2 separate regions of the Rattus norvegicus genome follow, and region 2 is linked to region 1. Evidence: chromatin contacts called from public Hi-C data. All regions are on one chromosome and are shown on one strand. The core of a region is the stretch at or near the end of the contact, and the rest is flanking DNA. Distances in the headings are between cores, read along the strand shown. Region 1 overlaps Zfhx3 (zinc finger homeobox 3). Region 2 overlaps Zfhx3 (zinc finger homeobox 3).

Region 1 (3,780 bases), core at 227-2,726:
CCAGGGGGCTGAGGAGAGATTTGTGAATGCTGAGTGGCAGGGCTTCCCGTGAAAGTGTGGGGACCCACTTGGTTCCCAGGCCGCCCTCTGTAACTGAAGAGCATTGATTTTACGGGAAACCATGTTTACAGACAGAGTGCTGATCGACCTGCGGAGTTGACTTCTGGCTCCTTAAGTAAGAACTACCTTTTTCTTATTGACTGGCTGATAAACAGAGCAAGCACACTGGGTGGGAGAGCAGTGGATGCCCCGAGGCCCATGAGCTGCCAGACTGGGCAGGATGAAGAGATTGTTTCACGTCAGCGCACCCCCACCCCCTTCCCCTGTCTATTCCTTCTTCCCGCATCTGCTAGGGACTGAGGCTGAGGCGTGCAGCCGGCCTTTCTGCCCTCCACCCCCTTACCTGGCAATATGGAAACCAGGCACAGACGTGGTGACGGAGACGCTGCGAAACTGCGTCTCAAGCTTTAGTTCAGGTTCCCAGGGATGACGTGGACCTGACAGTTTGGCGTGGGGTGTGAACTAGGAGCCTGCATCTCTCAGAACAGTGCTATTCATGGGGCTCCTCAAAAGGTTTGGCTTGCGGTCAGTCAGTGGTCAGTGTGCATGGAGGAGAAGGCCTAACGCAGGCAGCCTGGGTCTGGAAACCGGGTTCTCTTTCCCACCTGTGTCCTTATGGACCTCCCTGAGATTCACTCCCCAGACCCTGTGCCCCCAGCTCTCTGTCTTTCAGAATTAGTCACCTGCTTGGGAGTAGAGAACAAATTAAAGGGGATATTGTTTCGGTTGTTGTTGTTGCTGCTGCTGCTGCTGTTGCTGCTGTTGTTGTCATTGTCATTGCCTGTTTTTAAAGTCTCAGCCCCTTAGCTGGCCAGTTCATGGAGGAGGAGGAAGAGAGCCCGGCAAGCAAAGCCCACCAATTAATTGGTAAATGCTAGCAGGTTTCTCTGGCCCAGCCCAGGCTGGAGAGGAGATTGGCTTTGCTGTCAATAAACAAGTCCCTGGTGCAGCATCAAAGCTGTTCTCCTTTATCAATCGTGGCCTCCCCTTCCCGCATGTTCCTGTAACTTACCAAGCATTTATGACATTGATTTTACAATCGGGCTGTTAACCCTCCCGCCCCTTCAGACCCGCCATCCTTTTGGGCTTGAACTGTCAATCAAGTGTCATCTAGCCAATCAGGGGACGTCCTTAGGAAGAGCCTCCCCAGATTCTCACCTAGATCCCAGCTAAGCCTTATGGGAAGTCCTGTTTCCTTTGCCACTGGGGTTGGTTTAGCGTGACGATTTGTTTCAAACGAGCACGTCTTTTCTGAGGCACACAGAACTTTTACCATCGCAGAGACCGAGGTTATCAGTTGATCAGACAAGTGCGTAGGTTGCGAGTCGTAAGCCAATCATGGCACGTCCTTCAGAAAAGCGATTTCTTTGGAGGCTCCTGCAAGCCTGCCTTCTCCTTCTTTTCCCGAGGGGGAGCTGTTGGCTCACTATGCAGTCAAGCCTGGAGGAAATGCAAAAAGACAGGGTTGGCAGGAGATGGAGGGAGATGAAACCCAGCCAAGAGCTTTGTCTGCTGCTTATGAATGAGCTAGATGGCAGAGCCCGGGACAGATGGCTTGGGGTCCGAGGGTAAAAGACTGGACTCGGAGAGGTGCCGAGCCACCTGTAGGAGAATGGCAGCAAGGCGATAACCGCCCCTGCGGTGGTGTTGCAGGAGCCGGGCAGCCCTGTGATCTGTTGCTACCTTCCCCGGGGATGTGAGTTCTCAGAGGGCAAGTTCAGCTCAGTAGCACTCCGGAGTCGGAAACGGAAAAGCCCTAGGGCTGAAGGACAGCTGCTGGGGTAGCAACCAATAACTAAGAGTCAGCTGTGGAAGCGGGCCCTGCTAAGCCCAGCTGCCGGCTCTGCCTCTGCAGGGGAAAACGGCCCCATGCGTGGCACACGGCGAACGGGCTCCCTGCAGACGAGCTGAGGTATTGCTCCCCAAGGAGGCATTGGCCCATTCAAAGTCTGGCCAGTCTCATCCATGCTGCTTTCCTAGTTTCAGTGTGAAGTGTGCTGAGCTCCAGACAAGGAAGCGTTTCTGGTTTGGGAGGAAGGAGGTGGGAATTTGGGGCGTCTTCTCTTGAGTTTGATGGTCAGAGTCGTGGCACCGGACTCTATTGAGATTTACCCTGTAAGGTTCACTGCTTGGGAAATGTGACTTCTGATGTTTCCGAGGCCGGAAGGGGAGGAATCTGGCCATTGGCCCCCCTTGGGCCCTTTTCAGGATGTACCTAACACTTTACCTTTGCCCTCTGACCCCGAAGACCTTTGAACTTACCAAACCTGACACTCAGTCATTGAAAAGTACCTCTGATTTCTCTACATCACTGGGCACGTCTCAGCCTGCCAGTCTCTTTCTTCCCCTCATCCTCACTGGTGTCCCCCCCACCCCCACCCCTTCCCGGTGTGATCAATCAGGTACAGATGACTTCATGTAAGTTATCTGTATGCGCCAAGGGCCCTTTCTGTGACCTCACTGGATACTGGAATGATGACAAGCCTCTTCCACTGAGGCTCCCTGCCCCGCCTGTCTCGAAGCCCTGATGGCACCGAGTGGAGATTCCAATGGGTTTAGCTGTACAGTGACAGCGTTTAGTCTAAAGGGCATATCCCTGACCACTTCCCCATTTCTCCCTCACTGCATGGACCGGGCTGTGTCGTCCATGGTGCCTGCTGCTTGCCCTCTCTGTACTGCACTGTGCAGGGCCATGTCCCCCAGTCTGCCCTCTGCCCTGCAAGCTTTTTGAGTTGTGGGTGTGGACAGAAGCTTCTTATAGCACCCCATGCAGGGGGACTTTAGCCTCGGCCCTCCTAACCTCTTTCCTTTCTTTCTCTCTTTCCCCTCTCTCCCTCCTCCCCGGCCCTTGCCTCCGCCCTTCAGGTCCGATCCGTACTGGGTGCAATGAAAGCTCCACGCAGGCCTTACCATGGAAGGCTGTGACTCGCCCGTCGTCTCGGGGAAGGACAATGGGTGCGGGATCCCTCAGCACCGGCAATGGACTGAACTCAACAGCACCCACCTCCCCGACAAACCCAGTAGCATGGAGCAACCCACAGGCGAGAGCCATGGGCCCCTGGACAGCCTGAGGGCCCCCTTCAATGAGCGCCTGGCGGACAGCAGCACCTCCGCTGGGCCGCCCGCCGAGCCCGCCAGCAAGGAGGTCAGCTGCAACGAGTGCTCAGCCTCCTTTTCCAGCCTCCAGACCTACATGGAGCACCACTGCCCTGGCACGCATCCCCCGCCGGCCCTGCGAGAGGAGAGCGCCAGCGACACCAGCGAGGAGGGCGAGGAGGAGAGCGATGTGGAGAACCTGGCCGGGGAAATCGTCTACCAGCCAGATGGCTCCGCATACATTGTTGAGAGCTTGAGCCAGCTGGCCCAGAGCGGGGCCGCGTGCGGCAGCAGCAGTGGAAGCGGGGGCGTCCCCTCGCTCTTCCTGAACTCTCTCCCCGGGGTGGGGGGTAAACAAGGGGACCCTTCGTGTGCTGCACCCGTGTACCCGCAGATCATCAACACTTTCCACATAGCCTCATCCTTCGGGAAATGGTTTGAGGGCTCAGACCAGGCCTTCCCGAATACCTCAGCCCTGGCGGGGCTCAGCCCTGTCCTGCACAGCTTCCGCGTTTTTGACGTGCGACACAAAAGCAACAAGGATTACCTGAACAGTGATGGTTCTGCCAAAAGCTCCTGCGTATCCAAAGATGTCCCCAACAATGTGGACCTGTCCAAATTCGA
Region 2 (4,081 bases), core at 565-3,064, 130 kb after region 1:
GCGGTTATAATCGTAGATCCAGGGAGATGGAGGTGGGCCCCTGGGACTTCTTAGCCAGCTACCTAGCCTACTCGGTGCCCTTGCCAGCGTGACACCTGAGGTGACCCTTTGGCTCCGCACACATGCGCTCACGTGCACCGGAACACCCTGTCACTTGCAGATGGCCTGGAGATGTGTTTAAGATTCTCAGGCTGTGGCCCTGTTCATCTCCCCTGCCTTGTCAGAGCTGCAACTTCCGTAAAGGTCGTCTGAATCCTAACAGGGATTCTTTCAAACGTACCCCAGTGCTTCCTGGAACATCGCTTTTCTTAGGCGCAGCTGTTCTCCTCGGGTCCCCTGTCACCTTGATTTTGCAGCTGGAGGGCTGTGCCCCACAACTGGGGACTCCTGGGCATCAGAGCTATGATCGATTTTCTCCATGACCCACCAGCAGGCTCTTTAACCTCCTGGGTCAGACATCCATTCACTACGTTACAAACTGAAGAGTATATAGCACAGCCACGCTCTCTTATTATATGAGAAGCAGAGAGGACACGTGGCCAATCCTGGACTTCTTAAGGTACCACGTACTTGTCAACTGTACGTGTGAGGGGCAGTGACTATATGGCATCTGCTAAGCGCTGCTCAGCACTGCCCCGAAACATCCCTAAGAGCCTGTCGGTTAAGTAGTGTGGCATGAGGTGCTTTGAGATGTAAGTTGGTCTACTCACTCTCTGGGGTCATCCAGCCCTGTTTCATGTTGCTGAACGGAAGAGGTAAAGTTAGGATGCTTCCGCTTGTCTAAAACCAGGGGCTGACTCTCATCAGGTTTCCCAGCCCCTAAGGGCTCCTGCCAGTCCCTGGAACTCCTGTTCATTTCTGAAAATGAAACCATTGCAACAGGTGTCCAAGACATTAGAGCAAGCTAGACCTTGTGGTATGCTGCATCCTCTGCTGTGCTCATGGAAGCCCTGTGAGTAGAGGAAACTGCAGTAGTCGATCAAACAGTTGTGGTCCCCCAGCCAGGGTCTGATTGAGACATTAGCAACACCCCATCCCACCCCACCCCACCCCAAGCTGATTACCCTGTCAGTGAGGACTAGTAACTTCCCGTCAAGGGAACTCTGCCCAGGGTGGGGAAAGGCATGTGGGAATATGTGTGTTCCTGACCTTCCGCAAAGGTACTCGGGAACCCCCTGAACCCCTGCGCGCTGGTCACTCAGCCTCAGCTTTAAGAGTGATGTGGGCAGGAGACCCTGTGGAAGCTCAGGGAGGCATCTGTGCAGACCTGGAGCTTTCTCTGCTGAGCGGAGATGACTGACTGACAGACAGGAGATGTTTCCAGTCTCCCCAGTCAGTGCTGGAAAAGGTGAGAGTGATTTCCATTTTCTGTCAAAGCTGCACCGGGGCTGAGGAGAGAGCTGCTCTGCCAGGCTAAGGGGGAACTTTTGATTGGTTCCTCGTGTCACGGGTTCACTCCCAAGCTGCCATGGTTCCATTAATAAAATTCAGTCAAAACCCTGGGGTGTTAGGTGTGAACTAGGAAAACACTGGAAGAGTGTGATTATAGTTCTATTTCTGGGATCTAGGCTGGCTTGGAACCCACAAGGTTCCAAAGTAGATAGATCCTCGCTGCCCTAAAACTAGCTGCGAACGTGTGAGTCTCCTTCCTTGGCCTCCCAAATGCTGGGATCGATCACTGGCAAGTGTCAATGATGCGTGGCCTGCATGACTCCTCCTCTGCTTGCTCCAAGTTCACGGTCATTTCAGCCATGTCATGAAACCAGAGGGGGGAACACGGTGAGTCCAGAGCTGACTGCCAAGTCCCGGCACGCACTGGGCTCATGGTAGCAACTGGTGCCTAGAAGGTATTAAATAGATAGTCAGTCAGTCAGTCAGACACAGACAGACAGACAGACAGACAGACAGACAGACAGCAAGCAAGCTGGTCTAAGTGAAATGGCAGCTGTTTTGACTGGTGGTTCGTTCACAAGTCTGACACAGAGGGAGCAAGGTGTCTTGCATGTGGAAACGCAAAACATCCTTTTGGGAGCTCCAATCAGCGTAGTTAAGCATCCTTATGCATATTTCAACAAGGAATTAGGGCGGCAGATTGATGCCTGGGATGTAGAACATCGTACTGTTCTCTCCTCAAAGCTACAGGGGAAGCAGTGGCAGCAGCAGCCGGCATCCACCAGTCAGCACAGGCCCACCATTCTACCACGAGACTTTCAGGGCTCCCCAGAGTGGCACCTTAAACTGGGGAGACAGCGACCTCACAGCTCAGGGTACCTACCACGCAGTCTCCATTCCCAGAGACAAACAAGTGCAGAGAAAAGCCGATGTGGATCAGTTCATCCTCCCAGGGTCAAAGTCAAGGGGACTTTGGCCAGCACTGATCGATCGCTGGTGCATAGGGCAGGGAGGCCAGCACTGCCCCTTTGGGAAAAGTGGGAAGAGCAACACAGGCTTTGGCTCTCCAAGATCTGTGGAAAGAGTAGGATTTCTCAAGACAAGGAAACCCGCCATTCTGTATAACAGACAGAACGCGTGCATAGAGGCGATGCCTTCTAGACTCCTGGCTTTGAACACGTGTCTGTATTTGCTTTTACAGTGAGTAGGTTCCCCAAGGGACAACTGGGTGTAGTCCTTCACCTCTGGCTAGAGACATCTTGACTCTGAGACCAGGCCTGTCTCTTTTCTTCCCAAATTAAGCTAAAAGTTCCAAGTCATTGGCTGGAAAGTGAACCGGCAGGTCTGCCCGGGCCAGCGGGGCTCTTCAACTCGAATTCAAGTTAGAGCAGATCGTGTTATGACTCCTACCAGTGACAAGAAGTGCTGACCGGGTAGCTATTCTCCAAGCGTGGTCCCTGGGCTGCCTGCCTCACCGGGGAACTTACTGGCTGTGCAGTCTCTGACTCTCACCTGCAGAAAGAGTCTGTGAGGAGGGCCTGCGGTCAGTATTCAGCGTGCCCTGCCAGGAATTTAGACACCCTCTACAGTTCAAGGACCCGAGACTCTGCAACCCCAGAGACAAAAGCAAGAGCCACTTATTTATAGGCCGAGTCCTGGGCCCCTTCTAGACCAGAGAGAACTGAACTTGACCAAAGACAGGGGTGCCTACAAAAGATGCAGATCCTTTGCCTGGGCAGATCACATTGGAGATGGCAGTGAGAGGTGGGACGGAAGGGCGCTGGCCATAGGGACAGTGTCACAATGACAGAGTCTGGGAGATCTTCAATGAGCATGGCTAATAAGTAGCACTTCCTTGCATCTGCACTCTTCTCAAAGCTTCATGTGAATCGGTCCTTACTTCAGGATGCAAGGGCAAACAGTGATGTCTGAGAGTTTCTGGATATTGCAAGCTCCAGCCTTTCTTGTCTGTAGCCGACCTGGTAGAGAAAAATGAACCTCCTTAAGTAACGGTGAAGCCCATCCATAATGAATTGGAACTTTCTTTGAAAAACTTTTCCTAGAAACAAAAAGTCAGCCTGAGGACGGTATGGCACGCCGGATCAGTGTGAGCATTGTCTTCTACTCTGGGGCGGATGGTGTGTTGAGCATGCTCTCTAGAAATGTGCAGAGCAGTACAACTTGAGGTACTGCTCTCAAGGAGATGCCTCACTAGGCTGGACGCAGGCATGGAGGAGAAACTCCAGTTCTTACAGACATGTGTAGACCCTCCCCTGCTGTGCGCTCACAGGCCTGCTTCTGTTCACTGGGGTCTCTCCAAAACCACTCTGAAACATCTTTAAGTGCCTGGCTGGAGGCAGAACGAGACCACGTGTGCCTAGAGACAGTTGGCAGCGAAGCAGACTCTTTGAAGGAATGTTGTCCTCTGTACTAGCAGAGGAAGAGAATTTAGCCAGATCTCTGGCCACTTATCAAGTGCAGTAGTTCTACAAGAACAGAGCCAGATAGCCCAGCTTGTCCCCTGGGGAAGGAACTGCAAGCAAACGCCAAGATTAGCTCTGCTCACATCGACAGTACGAAGATCACAAAGTCTTTCTGGAAACACAGCGCTCATGCTACTGCAAGGGAGTTGGAAGTCTGCAAGAGAGGCTGACAGAGAAGGCCTGAGGGAAAGAGCACACGCCTCACC

Evidence for each region. A called contact is a pair of places that touch in the nucleus more often than the background predicts.
Region 2: a contact with region 1 is called in a Hi-C map of psoas muscle, with 2.2 times the contacts expected there. The contact joins two enhancer-like sites. A contact is called at or near these places in 4 of 12 Hi-C or Micro-C datasets (frontal cortex, kidney, prefrontal cortex and 1 more) and 1 of 1 datasets of contacts at active chromatin or transcription factors (oligodendrocytes).

Annotation. Positions count from the first base shown.
Region 1 is chr19:53,626,070-53,629,849 of GRCr8, forward strand. Zfhx3 (zinc finger homeobox 3) reads left to right here. Exons shown (of 10, transcript NM_001427481.1): 2 at 2,926-3,780. The coding sequence starts at 2,972. Among named protein-coding and RNA genes, the nearest start is that of Zfhx3, 76 kb to the left of the region's middle. Within about 2 kb of position 1,477, at least 18 of the 93 cell types and tissues checked have an H3K27ac peak or open chromatin away from gene starts, as enhancers often do.
Region 2 is chr19:53,756,582-53,760,662 of GRCr8, forward strand. All of the region lies in intron 5 of Zfhx3 (zinc finger homeobox 3), which reads left to right. Among named protein-coding and RNA genes, the nearest start is that of Zfhx3, 210 kb to the left of the region's middle. Within about 2 kb of position 1,815, at least 3 of the 93 cell types and tissues checked have an H3K27ac peak or open chromatin away from gene starts, as enhancers often do.